Linked DNA regions of Mus musculus: region 2 is linked to region 1. The links are chromatin contacts, called in public promoter capture Hi-C maps. All regions are on one chromosome and are shown on one strand. The core of a region is the stretch at or near the end of the contact, and the rest is flanking DNA. Distances in the headings are between cores, read along the strand shown.

Evidence for each region. Promoter capture Hi-C pulls out the DNA fragments that hold promoters and counts their contacts.
Region 2: a promoter capture Hi-C map of pre-B cells shows a contact between it and region 1, with 3 times the contacts expected there. The contact joins the promoter of Rnaseh2b here to the promoter of Nupl1 in region 1. A contact is called at or near these places in 2 of 39 promoter capture datasets (liver and pre-B cells).

What each region holds. Positions count from the first base shown.
Region 1 is chr14:60,249,479-60,252,906 of GRCm38.p6, forward strand. It overlaps Nupl1 (nucleoporin like 1), which reads right to left and starts at 2,001. Exons shown (of 15, transcript NM_170591.2): 1 at 1,685-2,001. The coding sequence starts at 1,791. Gm38641 (a long non-coding RNA gene) reads left to right here and starts at 1,996. Exons shown (of 3, transcript XR_874661.1): 1 at 1,996-2,075.
Region 2 is chr14:62,330,401-62,334,093 of GRCm38.p6, forward strand. It overlaps Rnaseh2b (ribonuclease H2, subunit B), which reads left to right and starts at 1,668. Exons shown (of 11, transcript NM_026001.3): 1 at 1,668-1,776. The coding sequence starts at 1,716. Gm41173 (a long non-coding RNA gene) reads right to left here and starts at 1,655. Exons shown (of 2, transcript XR_874686.3): 1 at 1,462-1,655.

The DNA.
Region 1 (3,428 bases), core at 751-3,250:
CCCACAGTCAGCCAGAAGAGTCATTCAGTCTTCTGCACACCCTAGGAACCCAAGAGGGGAAAGCTGCAATTTAAACACTTAAAACGAATACTTTCAATAGGAAGGCAAGTAGCAGACGATGTCTAGTAAGCAGAGTGTCACAGTGACAAAGGAGCTTCTTAAAGAACTAGAATGCAGTTACAAATGATGAGTAAAGGCAGGAGTACTCTGTTGTGTTAGTCTCCCATGACTTAAAACTAAAAGTACTTTATTTCATTTTATATATATAAAATATATGATATATATTTATATAATATATATACTATTTATATATTTTGTCTTGTTTTGTTTTTCGAGACAGGGTTTCTCTGTGTAGCCCTGACTGTCCTGGAACTCACTTTGTAGACCAGGCTGGCTTGGAACTCAGAAATCTGCCTGCCTCTGCTTCCAGAGTGTTGGGATTAAAGGCGTGCACCACCACTTCCCAAACTATCCCTCCATTTTAAATTTAAAACTTGGTAGCTCACAGTGGGCCTTAACTCCAGTGTGGTGTGGTGTGGTAGTGGTGGTGGTTGGGGGGGGGGGGTGTCTGACGGACTCTTCTGGTATTTAAGGGCAATGCACAGCCATGATGCACAGATGCAAGCAGAACACCCACACACATTAAATAAAAATAATTAAAATCTTTAAAAAAAAAAGAACTAAGTAAGATACACCATTAAAAACGACAAACCTAAAGCCAGTTAATCGATGACACAAGAAAACAAGGTGAAAGTTAAAAGAGACAGCAGAGCACACCGTCGCCTGTGTCTCGACAACATAGGTAGTGAAGATTAAGAAAGCATATGCAAAAATGGGACTTAACTGGGGCAGTCTGATTGTACTGTTATTTTGGATTTGCTGTATCTAACGGGGGCTGTTAAGAGAGAGAGAGAGAGAGAGAGAGAGAGAGAGAGAGCGAGCTTTCTTTGAGACATTAAGCCTATAGGTCTTGTTATGCCTCGGGAGATACCTGTCCTTCGAGTACACATTTCCTCATTTGATCAACTCTTTACCAAAGGCCGAGTCTGAGTGATTAATGCTTTCAGTGAAATAGCTTTTTGGAATCCCTAGCTACTCATCTGTCACTACCGGAATCTATTACACAAACTGAAGAATATACCACTTAAGCTTGCAGTGAACGGAAAAGATCATGTGGTGGATGGTTATAACACAAAATGCTTTGCGATGCTATGCTAATCTGTATAGGGCACAAAATAACTATGATACAATACATGCCATAAAAATGTTAAAAAGACAGAAGGGGGTCCTGTGGCACAAAGGCTTGAAACAAACAAAAAATCATAAATCCAATGCATCGTAACGTTCAAAACCGAAATCTAAACCACCCGGGGATATTTTTTTTAACTTACATCCTACCTATTTTTCTGTTCCTAAAAGCCAGCAACAAGCTGTCATTCATTCAACACTCATTCTATCCCTGAACCCGAGGGGTCGCGTAGGCGTAGCCGCGACTCCAGGCCGCTTCCCGCAGTCGGGCCCACTCCGCGTCGTCGCGGCGCGACCGGGGACTGCAGAGCCTCGGCGGCAGGGGTCCACAGCCCACTGCGCGGCTCGTAGGGAAGCCTAGCAGCCTGAAGGCAGGCCTCGATGTGCAGACCTCCGCGGGGAAGCACCAGGGTCCCCTGCTAGGCGGCACCATTACCTAGACGCGACGGTCCCGAAGGAGAAGCCGCTGCCCGCTCCGGTCCCGCCGGGGGCCACAGTGGTGGAGCCGAGGGTCCCAGACCCGAAGGAGAACCCCGTGGCCATGGCGGCCCTTGGCGCGAAGGCGTCAGCTAGGGTGGAGAGGCCTAGGACGCTTCTGTCCCTTCACTGCCGAAGAGGGACGTGCCACATAGCTGGTGCCCAGCGGGTACCGGGTGGGAAACAACCCCAAGCGGCGGTGCGGCAAGGCGAGGGCGGAGTGGGCGGAGCCACAGGCGAACGCATGCGCGACACCGCCCGCGCGCCGAACGCACTAGAAGCGCGCCCGCCGCGCAGGGAACCCTGGGATCGGAGTGGAAGCGGTACTCGTGTGAGGCCGGGCGGATGAGGTAAGGTGGGCGCCCCGCCTACTCGCTTAAAGCGCTAAGCCCCTGAAGTGCCCGGAGAGTCTCGCGGGATTTCGTGCTTTACTTCCTGAATGAAGGCCCTGGAGTGCGGCTTCGGTCCGGCCTCCTGTCAAAAGCCATGCGTAGAGTTCTAGAGTTGGAGAAGACCTTGGTCGTCACCTCACATTCCTCCAAGGGGACGTCTGAGTTTCATTTGGGTGTCGCTGCACCCGAGAAAAAAAGAGGGTGTCTACCTTTTGAGGGTCCAGAAATGTACGGGTTTTAAGTCGCACACGCTTCCGGTCAGCACCCCATGGTACTGCACGCTTGTGCTTCCTGCACGGAGGGTTCAGCGGGGCGGCGTGACACTGCCAGGCTCCTCTGCCTCCGAGTCTGAGGTCAGGACACTGTGCCCCAAATCCTAGTGGACGGTGAATGGGATGGGTGCCGTTCTTGGGGACCTTCCCTGAAGACTGCTTCCTGGCTATGTGGCTTTCCCATAACTTGGGGTATTTACGAGAGGAACTGCGAATTGGAAAGTGTAAGGACAGGGATGAGCGATCTGGCTGGAGAGCTGGCTCAGCACCGACTGCTCTTCCAGAGATCCTGAGTTCAATTTCCTAGCAACCACATGGTGGCTCACAACCATCTGTAAAGGGATCTGATGTCCTCTTCTGGTGTGTCTGAAGACAGCTACAGTGCACTCATACATAAAATAAATAAATCTGAAAAAAAAAAAAAACCCAGAGGGATGTAAATTAGAATGTACGGGCACCCGGAGCAACGTGGGCACCAAGAAATGCTTCTTAGCGGTGGTCTGGGGACACTGCCATCATATCATGGTTCTTTAATTCTCTGGCAGGAATTGGCATACTATTCCTGCAAGTGCGTTGACCAGCTGCCAAGTTTTGTTCGATGAAATTGATCCCATCATCAGACCCCTCAGATTTATGCTAAAGCACAATCCTCCCCATGGTAGTGATTCGAACAAAAGCCCAACGGTCTCTGAGTCTGGCCCTCAGTGCCCTTTATATGACAAATCCTTGGCACTTCTTTTCTCACAGCTCCCCCACAATTCAGCACTTGTTTTGTGTTGACCTTGAGCATTGCTACCTGCAGTTGGCTGAACCGGAACACCCTCCAGATTCATTGTAGAGCCCTGTCCTCTCCCCCAAATACTCATAGTGATGAAAACTCTGTTCCTCGCCATTTCCCTTTGGCAGGTCACAAAAGTTAGATGACGTCAAAAGGTGTGTTTGGCACATGATGTCATGTCAGCCATGAGCCATGCAAACTACAATAAGGAGTAACCTGGCAAGATATCTTTATTGGTGCAGTAGTGGCATGAATGTCCCA
Region 2 (3,693 bases), core at 418-2,917, 2.1 Mb after region 1:
CCATTTGCCCAAGCAAGGGACCAGACCTGCCGTCTCTTGTGTCTGTTTAAACTTTCCAAAGTGTAACCTGGGGCTGGAGCCTGAAAGATTTATGTGAAATGCATAAGCCTAAAATGTAAGCTAACAACATCTTCTCTATAAGGCCTCCTCCCTGAGCATTAGACACACACACACACACACACACACACACACTATCATTAAAAACCATTTCCATTATTAATCCCTCAGTGTGCAGTGATTTCTCTGTGGCTGGGCATGGGAATCCTGTTAATCCTCTGTGTACTGAACCACCTTGATGGTCCAATTGAGTCAAAATTCTTAATTCTCAGCCAGCATGAAACGCAAAGCCAGTCCTAGGGGGACCCCTTTCCCTCCAGAGTCCTCTTCTGTCTTTGTATCCTGACTCATCTTCCTGACTCTTATCCACAGCCAGGGGAGACTAGCACAGGAATAGAGCTGTACTGGGTAAAGCAGTTCTCACTGTGGCCAAGTGCTGGGACAGTTGCTGCACAAATGACACTGATCTTGCTTTTGTCTGAGAGAATCACGAAATGTCCCTGCGTGGCCTTATTTTTTCGTGGTCTTACAATGGTCTGGTCAGAGGTGGGTATTATATATATATTTTTTTTAATTAGGTATTTTCTTCATTTACATTTCAAGTGCTATCCCAAAAGTCCCCCATACCACCCCCCCCTACCCACTCACTCCCACTTCTTGGCCCTGGTGTTCCCCTGTACTGAGGCATATAAAGTTTACAAGACCAAGGGGCCTCTCTTCCCAATGATGGCCGACTAGGCCATCTTCTGCTACATATGCAGCTAGAGACATGAGCTCTGGGGGTACTGGTTAGTTCATATTGTTGTTCAGAGGTGGGTATTTTTAAGGGCTTCATGCCTCAGGAGGGAATCTCAGCCTATGTTTTAAGATCCAGACCAACTTCTGGTTGCTCTATGTAATTTCTCAAAAGCTTTGACCACCTTTATAACTCAGACCTCCACATTTATGTTGCCTGTGTCTCACATTGCTCCCTCTACAAAAACAAAATACAAAGTGCCACTAGACTGGATAACAAAAGACATAAAGTGCATAGTCTGCCTAGAAAGAACACTTCAGAACAAGCTTCCTGATCGGCAGCTGGCCCTTTGAGAGAATCCCCTCTCCACCTCCCTAGTCAGGGCTTAATTGTTTTCTCTATAGCCCCGAGGTGAGCCCTAGGCAACAAGACACCACTTTTGCTCACAACCATTCTAGCACTTGGGAGGTTCCTGATCCAGTATTCAAAGCCAGCCAGGGCGGCATACTTTGAAGGTCAGTCCCCGCTGGGTGGTGGACCTTGTGTCAAAACCAAACCACACCCAAACTAAGTCTCGTTAATACTCTAAAGATTTATCCTAAATAACAAATTCGTATGTTGAACTCCAAATTATAAGCATAATTTGGGTTGTATCTTTAAAAAATTACCTTAACTATCAAATTGGCCCACAGCCAATTTGAAGGCTGCTCGCCCGCATTAGGAACCTCAATGTATGAAATACACGCACGAGCAGCGCCCGTAGAATGAGAGTGAGAAAAACGAGGAGCTCCACACCCTCCACTGACAGCAGGGCCCGCGCAGATTTCAAAAAAGGAAGCCGAGCGGGCGGGCCCGGAAATGGAGGCAGGCTGGTGGCCCCGGTTGGCGGGCCCCTCGGCGCCACTTCCGGCAGGGCGCGACCATGGCCGGAGGTCGGGACCGCGGGGACTTGGCGGCCAGGCAGCTAGTGTTCCTACTTCCAGGTAAACGCGGGAGGCGCGTGGGCCTAGGTCGCTGGTGGCGGCAGCGGCAGCGCGGGTTTTTTTTTTTTCCCAGGCCAGCACCGGTCCGCAAGGTCCTAGCGAGCGCGGACCCGGATTCGGTGCCCCGCGCTTTGCTAAGCATCCTGGTCACGTGTCACAACACGCGGGAAAACTCCAAACCCGGAAGCGACGGCAGCGTTTGCGCGGATTCCCTGGGGCGGGTCCAGCCACTCGGCCTGCGGCGGGCAGCGGGGGTCCCGGGACTCTGCTGTCCCCTGGGAGTTACTGGATCTCTGTAGCTCAGCGTCTAGAATCTTACCAGCTCCAAACCAGAGGTCGCAGTAGTCCCATGCTGAGCCGCTCTGCTGCTCTGGAAAGGCAAGGGTGGCCAGGCATAAGGGAGCCTGGATGGGGTTTATGTGAGCGTGGTTTGAAACAATTCCAGGACATGGTGACAGTCAAAAATCCCAGAACCAGGCCACTCAGTGTCCCTGTAGATGATGACCAGCTATCAGGGCATGTGGTGGCATGCGACAGCCATTGCCATATGAGGAGGGCAAGTGAAATAAATTTGGGTTAGGGAATGCAAGCCAGAAACACTCTGTCATTTTACAATGATACATTTGATGTTAGAATACGCGTGAAGAAGGAAACTTCCCAGTCACTTTAATTTTGAGTTTTAGTTTAGCAAATGCAGAGCATTTTTACAGCAAATATATTTCACCAGGGTATAGATATCCAGTGATGATAATTTTTATAATCTTTATGTAACGACCTGACACTTACTTTGGATACACAGCTTCTCTCCTGTGTAAAAAGTTAAACACATTCAAGTGTATGGATTTTGGGTTTGCAGCTCACTCAACTGAACCCTGTATGCTGCTGACCAAGAAGAGTAGCTTTCCAGCTAGCAGCTCATACACCCGTCTTCTAGAGAACCCCAGGCTTTCTGTCATCAAATTAGTTTTGCCTGCTTGGACCCCTGTGACTTTTGTATCTGTCTTCCTTCCCTCCGTACCACGTCTGCCAGATCCATCCATGGCTGTTCCATGGGTTTTGTTGGCTGGTTCTTAAAAATTGCTTCTGGTTTGCTGTATGCATATCAATGCTACTACTCTCCGGAGGATGGATGGCATTAGGTGTTCCTCCTGGTTTGCACCTAGTAGGAGTTACACCTCTGGCAGCATTCTTTTGAGGCTGTTGGTGGACATTGGCATTCATTTCTTCGGAGTGTCTGTATCCTGGAGTGGAAGCTGCTTTTGGGTGCTTGTTGGGTTAGCTTTAGTTCTGCAGAATGGTTTTCTGAAGTGGTTGATACGGCTTCGTCCTGACTCCAGCTGCCTATGATGAGTCCAGTTAAGCCGTAACCTCACTGATAGTGCTTGGTAAAGCAGCTAGTGAGAATTCCTGGTGTTGGTGAGCCATCAGAAGGCTAGCTGAACACCTTAGTTTAGCTGGGAGAGGGGAGAGCCTCCTTTCACCCTTCTGTTACATCAGTATATTTGATTTTTGTAGTAGGATCCCTAATCATTCTTTTTGCAATCAAACATGTTAATACTATATAGTAGTTTGCAATAATTTGAGGGGTTTTGTTTTGTTTTGTTGGCTGTTTCACTGACATTAATTTCCTTCTTAAAGTGTGTCATAATCGTACCAAGCACAAAACTGAAAAGACTCGATGTTGAATGCATCCCTCAAAGAGAAAGGTGTAGTAGATCTACTGGGAGGGAGGGGTGAGACGCATTGCCACCTGGTTTCTGTTCAAAGCTGAGGTGTCTGTCCTCTCACCTTTTTTTACCCTTCAGGCAAGGTGCTCTCTCACCTACTCATTAGGCTGATAGTGGTTGAGGGTTCTAAAACTTAAAACTTGGGCTTCCTGACTTCTGCTCTTCCAGGTGGCCTTTAGTGCCACCTGCA